Linked DNA regions of Mus musculus: region 1 is linked to region 2. A link is a contact called in public HiChIP or PLAC-seq data. All regions are on one chromosome and are shown on one strand. The core of a region is the stretch at or near the end of the contact, and the rest is flanking DNA. Distances in the headings are between cores, read along the strand shown. Region 1 has its middle 38 kb from the start of Gm1720. Region 2 holds the start of Ofd1 (OFD1, centriole and centriolar satellite protein).

What was found. HiChIP or PLAC-seq counts read pairs in DNA pulled down with a chosen protein or histone mark.
Region 1: an H3K27ac HiChIP or PLAC-seq map of embryonic stem cells shows a contact between it and region 2, with 15 read pairs. The contact joins the enhancer-like site here to the promoter of Ofd1 in region 2. A contact is called at or near these places in 5 of 39 promoter capture datasets (the 3T3-L1 cell line, the C10 cell line, hippocampal neurons and 1 more), 2 of 484 Hi-C or Micro-C datasets (both in uterus), 8 of 115 datasets of contacts at active chromatin or transcription factors (bone marrow-derived macrophages, embryonic stem cells and large pre-B cells) and 4 of 9 other capture datasets (adipose tissue, embryonic stem cells, liver and 1 more).

What each region holds. Positions count from the first base shown.
Region 1 is chrX:166,620,415-166,627,449 of GRCm38.p6, reverse strand. No RefSeq gene overlaps it. Among named protein-coding and RNA genes, the nearest start is that of Gm1720, 38 kb to the left of the region's middle. Within about 2 kb of position 5,614, at least 25 of the 459 cell types and tissues checked have an H3K27ac peak or open chromatin away from gene starts, as enhancers often do. A contact at or near this core is called in embryonic stem cells, pancreatic islet and uterus, where this site is marked.
Region 2 is chrX:166,437,414-166,444,286 of GRCm38.p6, reverse strand. It overlaps Ofd1 (OFD1, centriole and centriolar satellite protein), which reads left to right and starts at 3,583. Exons shown (of 23, transcript NM_177429.3): 1 at 3,583-4,007; 2 at 4,160-4,258. The coding sequence starts at 3,993. Trappc2 (trafficking protein particle complex 2) reads right to left here and starts at 3,532. Exons shown (of 5, transcript NM_025432.4): 1 at 3,448-3,532.

The sequences.
Region 1 (7,035 bases), core at 4,365-6,864, 180 kb before region 2:
ATGGTTTACCACAGCTTCTATTCTAGGCCAAGTTCCTAATTGGGCTCAAGAGCACTCAAGTTACTACTTGCAAGGCACTACAGTGAATTACTGAGCAAACCGAAGCTGAAGTTCCTGTTTCTGTATTTGATTTTCTAGGGCCTCACATCCCTGGTCAGATGAGCTGCCTTCAAGCTCACTCTGAGGCCTAGACCTCCATTTCCTGCTGGCCTAGATTCTCCAGCTGCCGGGTCATTGAAATTCACCTGGTGATTTGGAGAGCCTAGCTTAGTCTTGTTAATGCAGACAGCTCCCCATCCCCCTAATACTCCCACCATCACCATCACTGCTGGTTAGCTTGAGCTCAGTAATCACTCCCTGGGGGGAAAGAATGGGGAGAGAGCTGGCAGGCAGCCCTGTTTCCTGGTTATCTGTTGGACAAATTGCTCTGCTGAGGAAGAACAGACAGCAAAGAGGACTGGTTAGAGAGAGCACAGTACACTCAGTTTTCAGAGTCTACAAATCCCCAGGGACCATAACCTAGCCATGTGGAAAATAGCTAAGAATGCACGCCCAAAAGCTTACCTTGCTTCTCTGATGCAAGCCATACTCTGTTAACCTCATAAAATCTCAAGGCAGCACCCACTATGCTCACGTGACAATGAAATAAAATGACATATCCAATTCTTCCACGACACTAGCTGTATGTGAAAGGCTCCATTGTCACACATGGCCAGTGGTTACCATACTGGACAGCAGAGACAGAGAACATTTTTGTCCTTGCAGACAACACTAGTCTACTGGTCTGGGAATAAGTGACGTTCTGTGTTCTTTGTCCTTCAGTCAGTATGTCCTGAGAACCTTCCTTTTGCTTGTCTTGTTTCTCAGCCACTGCTAGCAGGAGTAGGGCCAGGCAGGGGTTGTCCAAGAAGGCCAAGGCTCTGCGGAGATTCACACCAGCCAAATCCAGTGAATCCACCATCTACAAGTTGTGTTCTTTCCAGCAGAATGCCTCTTCTGCCTTGGCCTCAAATCCCTGGGGCTCAGCCACCCCTAACCAGCTTCACATGGCCCGTTGCCACCCGTACATATTCCACACAAATGAAAGCAAGATTTCTGGAGTGAAAGAAAAGCATGCACTTCTGACATGAGTTTTTAACAATCTTTCCATATGGGAGGCCCGGGACACCCCCCTCTGGATCTCAGATGCTGTGGTTTCTGACATTTTGAAAGCAGCTTTGAATACTTCTGGATTATTTTATAGGCTGAAGAAATTGGAGCCTCATTTTATAGCATACCATAAAAAAAAAAAAAAACTCATCATAGTGCAGAAAAAAATAAGGCCAAATTAAAAGCATATATTCCTAGAATAGCTATTGCCGAATTCTCTTTTTGAAAGTATAACATAAAACTTTAAAAATAAAATACATACCGTACCTTCACCATAGTCAGGATCAAGGAAGGACATAAAATGCTTCTTAAAATACAGTTTATTACATGTGAGTGTGTGTGTGTGTGTGCATGTATATACAAAAACTGAATGCCTTTGTTTTGAGAATCTCCATAATGTCAAGAAGATGACAGAAATACTGATAAGCCCATCCCCAAGAGTTCTGAATCTCAAAAGGGATGATCATCAGTTTGGATACAGCTTAAATTTAAGAAGCACCAAGCTGCTCCAGTGGATAGCCCAGAAGTATACAGACAGCAAAAACTGCTGTCCATGGACAAAGATATATATTATATTATATTATATTATATTATATTATATTATATTATATTATATCATATCATATCATATCATATCATATCATATCATATCATATCATTATATGTGTGTGTTATGCTTTAGTTTTCCCAGTAATTCTTTTTCAGAGACCGTAAGTACAAACTATGAAGAAATGCCATTGACTCAAATAAATATATATTACACCCAACAATCAGCTATATTTTTTTATTTTTTAATTTAATTATTTTATGCATTTTTGTGTTTGTGTATTTCGTTTGCATGTATGTCTGTCCACCACATGTGTGCCTGATGCCCATGGAGGCTCGAAACAGGCATTGGATCCTCTGAAACTGGAGTACAACTGTTTGTGAGCCACCACGTGGGCATTGCGAATTAAACCAGAATCCTCTGAAAGAGTAGCCGGTGCTTTTAATCCATGAACCATCCCTCAAGCCCTATATTCTTTTAAAATTAACAATATTTCATCAGTCCTTTTAGAAAATACCAATGTCTATCATTTTGTTTATAGCAGATTATCTTTCACTAATGAACTTGAGACAAATACAAATCGTATTTTTAAACTCATCAGTTGCTATAAATACATCATTATAAGTAAAGTATCAGGTGCTTCTTATATATTTTATGAAAATAGATCAATCATTGCAAAGGGTATTTTTGCTTTTTTTGGTTTTGTTTTGTTGGTTTTGGGTTTTTGTTTTGTTTTGTTTTGTTTTGTTTTGTTTTGTTTTGTTTTGTTGAGACAGGGTTACAGGGTTACACTGTGTAGCCCTGGCTATTCTGAAATTTGTTCTACAGACCAGAGTGGCCTCAAACTCACAGAGATCCACCTGCCTCTGCCTCTGCCTCCAGAGTACTGGGATTAAAAGTGTGCATCACCCCCAGGCTCAAAGATTCTTTTTAATATATCAGTTGGAAAAACTGATGTATTTCAACATACAAAATTACATTAAGAATAAATTTGTTCTATGTCTCTCTCTCTCTCTCTCTCTCTCTCTCTCTGTCTCTCTCTCTTTCTCCCTCCCTCCCTCCCTCCCTCCCTCCCTCCCTCCCTCCCTCCCTCTCCCTACCCCATTCTCTCTCTATCCTGACCATGGAGACAAACACACAGCTCCAGTTTCAAGTCACAATTCACAGCAAGGTGCTTGAGGATCGATTTATCTTTGTGCAGTTAGACAGATTTTTGATGGATTGTTTAGTCTGAGGATAAATTGCCACGCTGTGGTTCAGATGCAGTAAGGAATATGTGGGAGCCTATTTCAACCAACTGGAGGGATGTTTCAAATGAAAGAAGCACATTCCTTCTCCACTGCCACCCCTCCCCCTGAGATTGGACTTTTGTCCCTGTGTACATTAACAGAAACCTGAAGTTGAAAAGATTCCTCAGGGTTGAGAATATTTACTGCTTTTACAGAGGACCTGAATTTGGTCTCCAATATCCACATTGGGCAGTTCACAACAGCCTGCAACTCCAGCTCTGGAAGTTATTGCCTTTGGTCTTCACAGACAACTGAGGTCACATACTGACAGTCACAGACACAGACACAGACACAGACACATACAGACACACACACACACTCACTCACAGAGAGAGAGAGAGAGAATTAAATAATAAAAAATGAAAATTCAGGTCTGGAGAGATGGCTAAACAGTTAGGAGCACTATGTTTCTCTTCTGGAGGAACTGAGTTCAGTTCCCAGCATGTCAGGTGGCTCACATCTCCTTTAACTCCAACTCCAGAGGATCAGTGCCCTCTTCTGGCCTCCACAGGTACCCGTATACACTCACACAGACACATCAACAAAATAGAAATAAATCTTAGCAGTAAACCTGTAGTAGAGCCTCAACATGAGTTAGGGTCGAACATCATGAAGAAGAGATGCTTTGGCAATAAGGTGCAGGCATAAAGAAACATCTAGGCAGCTTTCTCCAAGGTCACCTTGATCTTACTGTGGACCAATTATGCAATAAGTCTTGCCCTGGGCCATGGCATAAATACTAACTCCCTCACCCGACTCTGAAGCAGACAGAGTCCTTTAGAAAACACCGTATCCCTAGAGCTAATGGATGGTCTGAGTACTGTTTGGGCAAGCTTTCCTAAATACTCCTCTCAAAAGAATTCTTCAGAAAGAATAAATTCTCATTTCCGCTCCCCAGCCAGCGAGTACAGTTGGAGCCCCATTCTGTCTTTCCACTTAGCCTCACAAAATAACAGTTAGTTCACTTCAACACGACAGATATGACTGCTGATCAAAGTAGGGACAACAACAACAAAAGGCCATTCATAATGTGCAGCATCCTCTCCTCTGCCTCCCCATGTATCTTGGGATACAGCTAAAATATGGGTTTGGTCAGAAGCCAGGCCCCATCTGTTTCTTTAAGCACTAAACCCTCTGAGACACCCTGTGGATGGAGAACTTGTGTCTGTACATCTAAGCTGGGCTTGAAATGCCATTTGGTGGAAATATGATACGTTCCTGTTGTGGCTTCAGTGCCTAAAAATCCTGCCATATAAGATAGCCTTGGTGTTTACTGGGTTGATTTGGACAAAATTTGTATGCAATAATAATATGATAAAAGGAATAATATGATATTACATATATTATAATATATATAAATATATATTATATTATACAGCTCTTATCCAACCATGCAAATGAAAAAACAGTCATCTGCTGGCTAAAGCCCATTCTAAGTTCTCATTGTCTGAGGGTCTGGGGGGGCAGTAGGGCAGAGTTGGGGGGAGGGAGAGAGAGATACACTGAGAGGCATCAAGATGAAAGAAACCCACAGGACACTGGAAACCCTCCAACTGTGATCTATCTTTGCCAAAACAGAGCACTGCAAAAAAAAAAAAAAAAAACAATGTATAGCCCATAAACTTAGGGGGAAAAAAGAGTCTCAGAGCCCCTGGCTTAAACTCTTTCCTTGCCTGAGCCTGGCTGCAGCTCAGGCTCAAACCTTTCCTTCAATAAATGGTCTCTTCCTGATACTACCCACTTGTCCCCGTATTGTCATTGTTTGGAGACACCAGGAGCCTGGAAGTATCAGCTGAGCTGAACTTATTCCTACAACTTATATCTGGCAGAAGTCCAAGGACCTAGGAGGAGAAAGTATTTGAGCCCAACCTGAACAATGGGTACAGACAAAAAAAAAAAGGTGACTTCATTTTCAAGGCAAGTGATGGCGATTCAATGTGACTGACACTGTAAGACAGCCTTGTCAAAGTCATGAAGAAAGGTGGCTCTTTGTAATAAGCCAGTACTGTCTCACAGAAGGGTGTGCCATTTCTGAGCTCTGGGTTGCAAATGCACAAGCTGGAGTACAGCTCCCCCTTGTCACTGTAGAGGGAAGGGAGGGGACTTTCTACTGCATACCCACTCGCATTTCTTACGGTTTTTTTCTTACCTAAACATAACTTTAAACACTAAACAGCCCCCAAGTCTATTTGAAATGACTAAGCCGAGAATCCCAAGTTCCTGAAAGCATTTCTCTAGCTTCAGTTTTAAATTCTTCCACCAGTGACTTTGCAGGTAGAAAGAAGATAAAGGCTGTGTGTTGAAACTTTGGTGGAAATTCTGAGGGCTAAGAAGCTGGTGGCATTTCGTAAGTGGCTCCTGAGAGTCACTGTTACAGACAGCCAGGAAGCTGTGTGGGGACAAGCCTGACAGTTCATATGCAAGCAACAATTCCATCTCTCCCAGGGTTCATTTCACAGGTGGATTTTGCCATCCGCTCCCTTGAATGCACTTGACTTTCTAAATCCACTTCTAAGACAAATGAGAACAAAGCATGAAATAGTAGACAAACTCTAGGCCAAATGTATGCAAATGCAGCGTTCTCATTCAGAAGAACTGGGCCAGATTTTGTGGGAGCAGCACAGCTCTGCCCCAGTTCTCAATCCTTGAATAGACTCCGAAGACAATGAACAGAGATGAGGGATTTCCCCTCCCCACTGGGTCTGCTATTTTCCTCATACACATTTGCAGCCTTGGACTGCAATCCAGTTTCAGCATTCCATCATTAGCTTGTCACAGCATCACCATCTTTGGTTGGTTGGTTGGGGGAGGGTTGGTTTTGGTTTTTGTTTGGCCCTGGCCTTTCGCCATACTTAAGCCATATTTCATCCAAGGTCTAGGGCTGAGTCCCGTGCCGCCGCCCCCCCCCCCCGCCCCCAGCCCACTTTCTGATAGGGAGAGAATGATACAGAAACAATAAAGACCAGTTAAGGGAAAAACTGGTTCCTTTTGGTCAAGAAAATGAAATGTCTGACTTGAGTGGAAATAGAAACAACTTAATCCAGTGAGGACAATAAATCACCTGATTACGGAAACGCCCCTCAGAAAGGCAGGCTCCGTAAGCCTCGAGGAAGAGATAAGTGCAATAATTACGGCTTTAATGAGACAATGAACTTTTACTTCCCAGAATTTCCTCCCCCATCACAGTCCTTATGATCCGCCCGGATGTTCAGGTGGGTCGTAACTATTTCTCTCTGTGTCTCTCTCTGTCTCTCTGTGTGTCTCTCTTTTCCAGGCTGCCCAGAGCCTAAGTCTGAGCTAAGTCTGCTTTTTTTCACTCTTTCTCTAAAGCTTCCCTCCCTGCCAAGTGGCTGCTGGTTCACCCTGAGGCTGACCTCCATGCAGGCCTAACCCAAACTGCATGGCACTTTCCCTTCTCCTCTTTGTTCTCCTCCTCCAAGTTGGCTGCTGAGATTTACAGCTTCCCTGCCCTGTGGTTTTCTTTTAAACTCTAGTCAAATTGATCTCCTTGAATAAACGTTGGGTTTGCTTGCCTCGCAAACTTTTCCTGCCTTTTCGCTCATTAAGTAGCAGAGAATGAACCTGCTCTGAACTCCTAAATGGTTTCAGGAAGAGAACAGCAAAACCGCCTGAAGGAAAACAGTGTCCTTGAGACTAGCTAAAAGGCAACTGTGTCCAACAGGCATTCCCGTGGCTTATCCCACAGTCCAAACGTGCCTTCAGTGGAAAATGAAACCCGGAAGTTCATCCATGAAGCAAAAGCTCCGTCAGCAGCATCAGCTGACTGCCTCAAACTCTCCAGGTGATTGTTTGCTCCATGCAGTGAGCACCCCATTTGATGGTGTTATCTCCATCTGTTGCCCTGAACTCTCCCAGCTTAGAACTCCATCTGTGCATTTCCTCTCTCGGTTTCTGCTGGATATTATCAATACCTAATGTACTGATGTTTTGCACTCTGTCTCTCTGTCTCTGTCTGTGTCTCTCTCCTTCCCTCCCTCTCTCCCTTCCCTTTTCTCTCCCCTGCAAAAGTAAGGGCCACAAAATACATCC
Region 2 (6,873 bases), core at 2,334-4,833:
CACGCTAGTAAACTTTCTGCCAAGATAGGCATGCTCTATAACCATACTATCTAATATAGAAGCCACTAAGCATCTTAATCTCTACAACTTTTGAAAATGTTACAGTCCCTATGGATAAAATAGGTGCTTATTAGCTGATCCCCAAATACACAGATTAAAGCAGACATGCTATCCTAGCACCACGGAAGCTAGGGCAGGCAGGTCCTAAGCTCAAAGCTAGCCAGGCTCCACGAAAAGAGCAAAATTAAAGGAGAACTTAAGTGTACAAACTATGGAAGAAAAGCCAATGCTTCTAGGTTGTGACCATTAGGAAAAGAAGGGCTTCCAGCACTGGACATACACGGAAATAACAAAAGATGCAAATCTGCTTAATTTCCATTCTCCCTGTTACATACAAAGCATAACTTCCCAGCAGCGGGGCAGGCAGGCGGTGCAGGATGCAAATTTCAAGACTGCATGTTAGATATTAGAAAACTTCCTAAGCATTTCAATTCAAAAAAGTCTTCAGGTCCTGGCCAATTATATAGCTTGGATCAACAACTCTCCATCTACTGTTAAGTGACATTAAAGAAATCATAGGCACAGAAAGGTTCTATATGCTAAGAGACAGGTAATGCTATTCCAATTTTCAGAAACAGATAAAAGGATATCTTCTCATCTATGACGGGGTATATTCACGAGACTAAAACACCAACCTAAGTAGGTGTTACCTGGCCGATTTTGGTCAGATAGCATGTCAGGACCTTTTTTTGTTTTCTGTACAGTAGCTCATTCAGTATAAGTTAAGAAACCACGACTAACATCACATCCAGGTTATTATTCATTTAATTCTCTACTTATACTAAGAACAAACTACATCAAACTTCACTTTTCTGCTCTGAAAAGGAAATGTGGTAGGTGGACAGTAAATTTTCTGGGTATTTTGGTATCTATGTAGGAGCACACTAGAGACCTATAACCTGGGTGACAGAAAGAAGTCCCCAAAGATAATAGACACACTGTTCTGTTCTGTATAATATCCCCAGGGTTCTGACAGTGCCAGTGATCCAGCCAACACTCGTTATTTGCTGAATAAGGGGCAACCTAAAGCTGACTTAAAATTAATACCCAGAAACATCTGAGTGTTTTTTCTTTTCCTGGAGTGTATGTGCATGTGTGTGTATGTGTATATGTTTTGTTTTGAGACATGGTCTTGCTATGTTGCCCAGGCTGGCTTTGATCTCATGATCCTCTTGTTTTAGCCTCCTGAGTGCGTGGATTGTAGGTCTGTGCTATCATGGCTGGTACTAACTCAGTAACTTAAAGACAACTTATCACATTCAAATACAAGGTAACTATTAAGAGTTTCCTAGCAGACCAAAGTGAGGAATAAAAATCATCTCCAGGGCTAGGTCTGCTGCTATACATCTTTGATTCCAGCACTTGTGACGGGGAAGCAGATGGATCTTTGTGAGGTTCAGACAGCATGGCTTGCATATAAGACCAGGGACAGCCAAGACTATATAAAGGGAGACCCTGCCTCAAAATGGGGTAACAGGAAAGACACCATGGGACCTGTAAGTCTACCAGTGTTGCATAAAATTATTAAGATATAAGAGACTGAGATATATATAGTCTTGTACTTGAGTTTTAAAATCAGCAGAAGCCAGCTACAGTGGTTCACATCTTTAAACCCAGCACTAGGGAGGCTAAAACAAGAGAACAATTATGAGTTGGTCCAGCTAGGCCACAGTATGAGACTCTGCCTCAAAAAACTAAAACCAGTAACAACAAACCAACTGTACAACAAAAGGAGAGAACCCTAGAGAAAAAGAAATGAGAATCGAAAAGTTTGGATTTATTGCTCAGTGAGGCAGCAGCAGCCTGACATGTCAAGAAAGAAAAGCTAAAGAATTCTAGGCTGAATAAAGATTAAGACCGCTGGGGCAAAAAGATTGTGCAGCAGTTAAGAGAACATACTGCTCTTGCAGAGGACACAAGTTCAATCCCAGCTCCTACATCAGGCAGCTCACAATTGCTTGTAACTCCAGCTCTATGGGATCTAATGCCTTCTTCTGGACTCTGTGGGTACCTGTACTCATTACACACACACACACACACACACACACACACACCTCTAAAATAAATCTAAAAGTACAAAACAACCAAAAACTGAGTGAAGACAGTGCCCAAACAAGGTGTGGAAAGTGCTGCTGTCATCCTCATTACATCTCCTGTGAAAATACTTAGTTCTGGAAATCATAATTTCAAATGATGGATACCTTTAAACAATATGTTGGGAGCAGGGGGGTGGGTGGGGACTTAGACAATGAATGGTCTGAAAACAAAACAAAATAAGAGCAACTGAAGGAGCCAGTCGAGGGTGTTTTAAGCTAAGTGAGGATGAAGTGTTCTGTGGTGGGTGTTTAGTATATTCTTGAAATATAATGTCTAGTAGGAAAGGGATTTGACTAGGGATAGCTCGTGGTTCCTTATGAGCAAAATCTGCTTTGCTGGTATGGCTGCCAGGAGCTGGTGCTGAGAAACTGTGTGGTCAGCAGTGAAAGGCTGTGATCAATTAATTATTCATGTCTGGTATGGCTGTCAGGAGTTGGTGCTGAGAAACAGTGTGGTCGAATGGCTATGATCAATTATTCATGTCTGGTATGGGTTTGAGGGAGTGCAGTACATACACAAGATCAAGTATTTTTTTTTAACTCTAGACTTGACAGGCTTATTCTAAACTGCTGTAAAGGCCAAGCCCAGGGCTGACATCTGAAGTTACCAGGAAGCTAAAAATTCATATGGTGCAATGGTGGAAGACTACTAGTGCAAGAGCAGGATGAATTTAGAAATCCTTACAAGTTAAACATTTTAGTTAACAGGCAAACACAAGATAAAACGCATGCACCCCAGTTCAAAGCCGTCCATATTTATAGCAAATCTCTCTATGGAGGAACCTTTCAGAAACTTGCTCCTGACAGCTGTAAATTCAACTTGCCCCACAGATCAGCAAAACTAGTGGGGCTTTTCTATAAAATGAAGCTCCGTGCTTCTCAAGGAGATGCGCTTTTGCCCTCTTTGAGAGCATCTGTCAAAGTCTGGAGGGCGAGGTAGGGTACCACTGGCATTTAATGGAAACTGACCAAGGATGCGGTCAACCTACGATGCCCGAGACCGCTTTCTACAGTAAACCGGCTGCAAAGGGCAATGGCATTGCAATGAAGATGCACTGCGTTAGCGACCTGGAGAACGCCAAGCCTCCGTCCCAGTGCGCGGAGGTCCCCTCCAAGGGGACACGGAGGCTATACCAACTAGGAGAACGGGGATTACTCGGCGCCGGGGGGCTGGGCGTGCTGTCCCGAGTCAGGGCTGGGTAGAGGTAGAAGACCACTGTTCGCATCACGGGAGGCCTGGATGCCCCCGCGGACCCGGAACGCCCGCCGCCTGCTTCCCTCCAGAGCTCACCTGTAGGGAGGAGCCGAGATGAGAACCGGCCGCCTCTTTAATCTGCGCTCGGGAGCCTCAGCCTGGGAGTCCCAAAATCACTCTCGCGAGATCTGAGGCTATGCTCTCGCGAGACGTGGCCGGGACTGCTCGCCTAAGAGCGCGCAGGCGTCACGGAGGGCCAAAGCCTGGGCGGTTAGGCTGAGCCGGCCGAGCGGGCCGAGCGGCCGGAGCGGGCGGAGCAGGCGGCGGGCGGCGGGCAGTGTAGGGATGAGCTACGGAGCAGGGAAAACTGCCGACTGAGCGGCCGCTTCGGGGCCCTCGCTTGTCGTTTCCGTCTTTATTCCGTCCAGAGTCCCTCCTGGCTCGCGGACCCGCCCACCCTTCCCATACCGTGGGAGGAAGCGCGGCTGCTTGACGAGTTAGGGGCTGAATGTTTAGCTCTCTTGCTCCCCTAGGTCCCCAGAGACAAGCTGGATTCCGAGGTCAAGGGCTCCCTCTCCTCCTGCGCCCCGGCCCGGGCCGAGGAGTCCGACCGTGGAGGGGCGAGCTCGGGAGGAAAGCAGATGAGGATGGCTCAGGTAGTTCCACCTGCCACTTTCCAGGGTTTTTCCGATTGGACATCTCTTTGTTTTGATGTCCGTTAAGCATCTTAGGGCTTCCGGTGAGGTCACTGATTTCTGAAATTCAGGTCCACGTTGACACTAGGTAACCCATCATTTTCTCTTTTCAGTCCAACATGCCCCACAAGTCTGATGTGTTGAGTCAAGATGAACTGCGCAAAAAGCTATACCAGACGTTTAAGGATCGGGGTGTACTGGACACACTTCAGGTATCAGATTTAGGCACAATCGTGTCGTTATACTTCCACAAGTGTAACCTTTAACCGCAGGTGGCTCCACATTTAAATTCATTCATTAAGGTAGCACATAACCTGTATAATGAACACATTGCCATAAAACTAAGCTGCTGTTACAAATCTTGTTCCCAGTCTCGCTTTGATCATGCTACGTCTATGTAGTGAGCAGGAGGGGGACTTGCGAGGAACGGACTGCAGAGGGTAATGTGAGCAGAGTACTGTGGTCTACATGTCTGAGAACAACAAAATGAAGCCCAGTCTGTTTCATGATACTCCCTAGAAAAAAATCTATAGTGGAATGGTACCAGGTGTCTTGTCACACGCCTTTATCCCAGTTCTTCGGAAGCAGAGGAAGGCACATCTCTTGTGAGGGTAGCTGGGCCAAATAGCCAGTTCCAGGTCAGCCAAGACTTCATAGTGATACCCTGTGTCAGTAATAGTAAGTACACATAAGATATTTTAGAGTGTGGATATTTTAAATGAATAGCAACTGTTTATTAGAACATCTTAAGTTTGGGTAGCAGCAAGGGATGGAGTTAGTTCAATGTGTTTCCTTACAATATACCTTTTAGACTATATTTTACATATAGAATTGGAAATTAAGGAAAGGTGAGCCCAATTTTTCCCACTCTTGTTTTACTACATACAAATATTTAAGACTTGTCCGGAAAATACAGAAAGGCAGAAGAGAGAAAAATCATATATTATAACTACAAACTGCTGTTAGGCGTGTATATCATTTTAAAATTTAGATTATATGAGGATCCTTTTCCTGTTTCCTCAGGTTGCCTGAAATCCTTATTTTCAGTGGCAGCAGATTCCTCCTGGTCAGTCAGAGGTCATGGAGGTCGCTGCCTCCTATTGACTGAGGCTTCTACCTAGGTCTCCACCTCATCTATTTGTTGTACCTGTCATTTTCTGCCTAGTATAGAGAACTCCCCTGTCTGAGGAAAAAGGCCTGAGCATGCTTGGGCCAGTTTGCAGGGTTCTGCTTCCTTCCTGAGTACTGGGGTGTTAGGCCAGGGCCATTATGTCTTGGGGTAAGAGCGTTTCTAGCAATGTGTCCATATGGCTAGGGAAGGATTGTTGGTGTGTATTTCACAGGCAGTTTGGGAATATTTGTTTCATCCTTCACGTCTCAGTTTGATTTGGTCTTAAGCAATGGATATCATTATCTGTAAGCCCTTTGTGCAAGTCTTGTTCCCAGTTTCAGCATGACTGCTTATTCAGTCCATTAGCCCAATTGGAGGAAAAGCAGGGCATGTTTTCATTTTCTCAAATTTAGATAATTTTTACTTTCTTAGTTCAATGACTGATAGAGGTGAGTTAATAATGTAAATTTTATGGAATTTAGTGCTTAATTTATACTCTCCTTTTATTTGAAATGAATTTGTACTTATAGTCAATTACAAAGTCATTTATGTCTAGGTACTTTTGTTCCCTTTGTGGGTCTTGTCATAACTTTTGTGGTTTTGAAACAGTGTCTCACTCTACTGCCTCAAGCTTAGGTGATGTCCTGACTCTACCTTCCTAGGATTAGCATTACAGGCATCTTCTACATCCAACTCAGTGATAAAATGAAACTTGTCAAATCATCTGTTTCTTTCTTTTTGCTCTAGTTAAGACCATTTCTGAGATGTGTGTTAAGATTGGCAAATTTTTGTCTCATGCTTTGAGTTTCACCAACTTTGTGAAAACTGTCCTTCCGTGCTATATATTTTTAAAAGATTTTATTTATGTCTGCCTGAGTGTGTGCACCTGTGTAGTTTGTGTGCCTGTACTTGCATGGAGGCCTGAACAGGCTGTCTGATTCCTCGTGTTAGCAGGACACCCAGCTGGCTTATTGCACAGCTCCTAGGATTTAAACTCTAATCCTCATGATTACGCAACAGATACTCTTAACCACTTTTTTTTTTTTTTTTGAGACAGGGTTTTTGTAGCCCAGACTGGCCTTGAACTATGTATAGAGCCAAGGGCTACCTTAAACTCCCCATTTTATTTGAATCACCTGTTTATTTGGTGCTGGAGATCAAACCTGAGGTCTTATGCATGAAAGGAAAACTACTCTACCAACTGAGATACATCACTAGCCCCCAAACTGTTTAGGAGCGTCATGTATATGGAGGGGGAGTGCGCTCTCTAATATATGGTGTGGAGGCCAGATGTTGATGTCAGGTGCCTTCCTCAGTTGCATTTTCCCTCAGTGTTTTGAGACAGGTTCCGCATTGAACCTGGAGCTCTCTTCTAATTCAGGTAGACTAGCTGGACTGTGAGCCCCAGGGATCTTCCTGTCTTTACCTTCTCAGCTCTGGGATAACAATTGTTCACCATTGTGCCTGGCTTTATGTGGGTTCTGGGGACCAAATTCAGGTCTTTTTGTTTGTAAGGCAAACTACTGACTGAGCTCTCTCTTCAGCCTGCAAAATTTAATTTTGAGTAGATTTCCCTAGTGTATTGGCTGTTGGGAAGCTCTAAGTCAATTTTGTGTCTCTACTAGTAAGTATTTTTTGTTTTTTGTGATTGTCAAGAGAGCAGTTCATTTATAATTGCCGTTTTAGTTTTTCTTGCTCTTATTTTCCTTTCAGCAC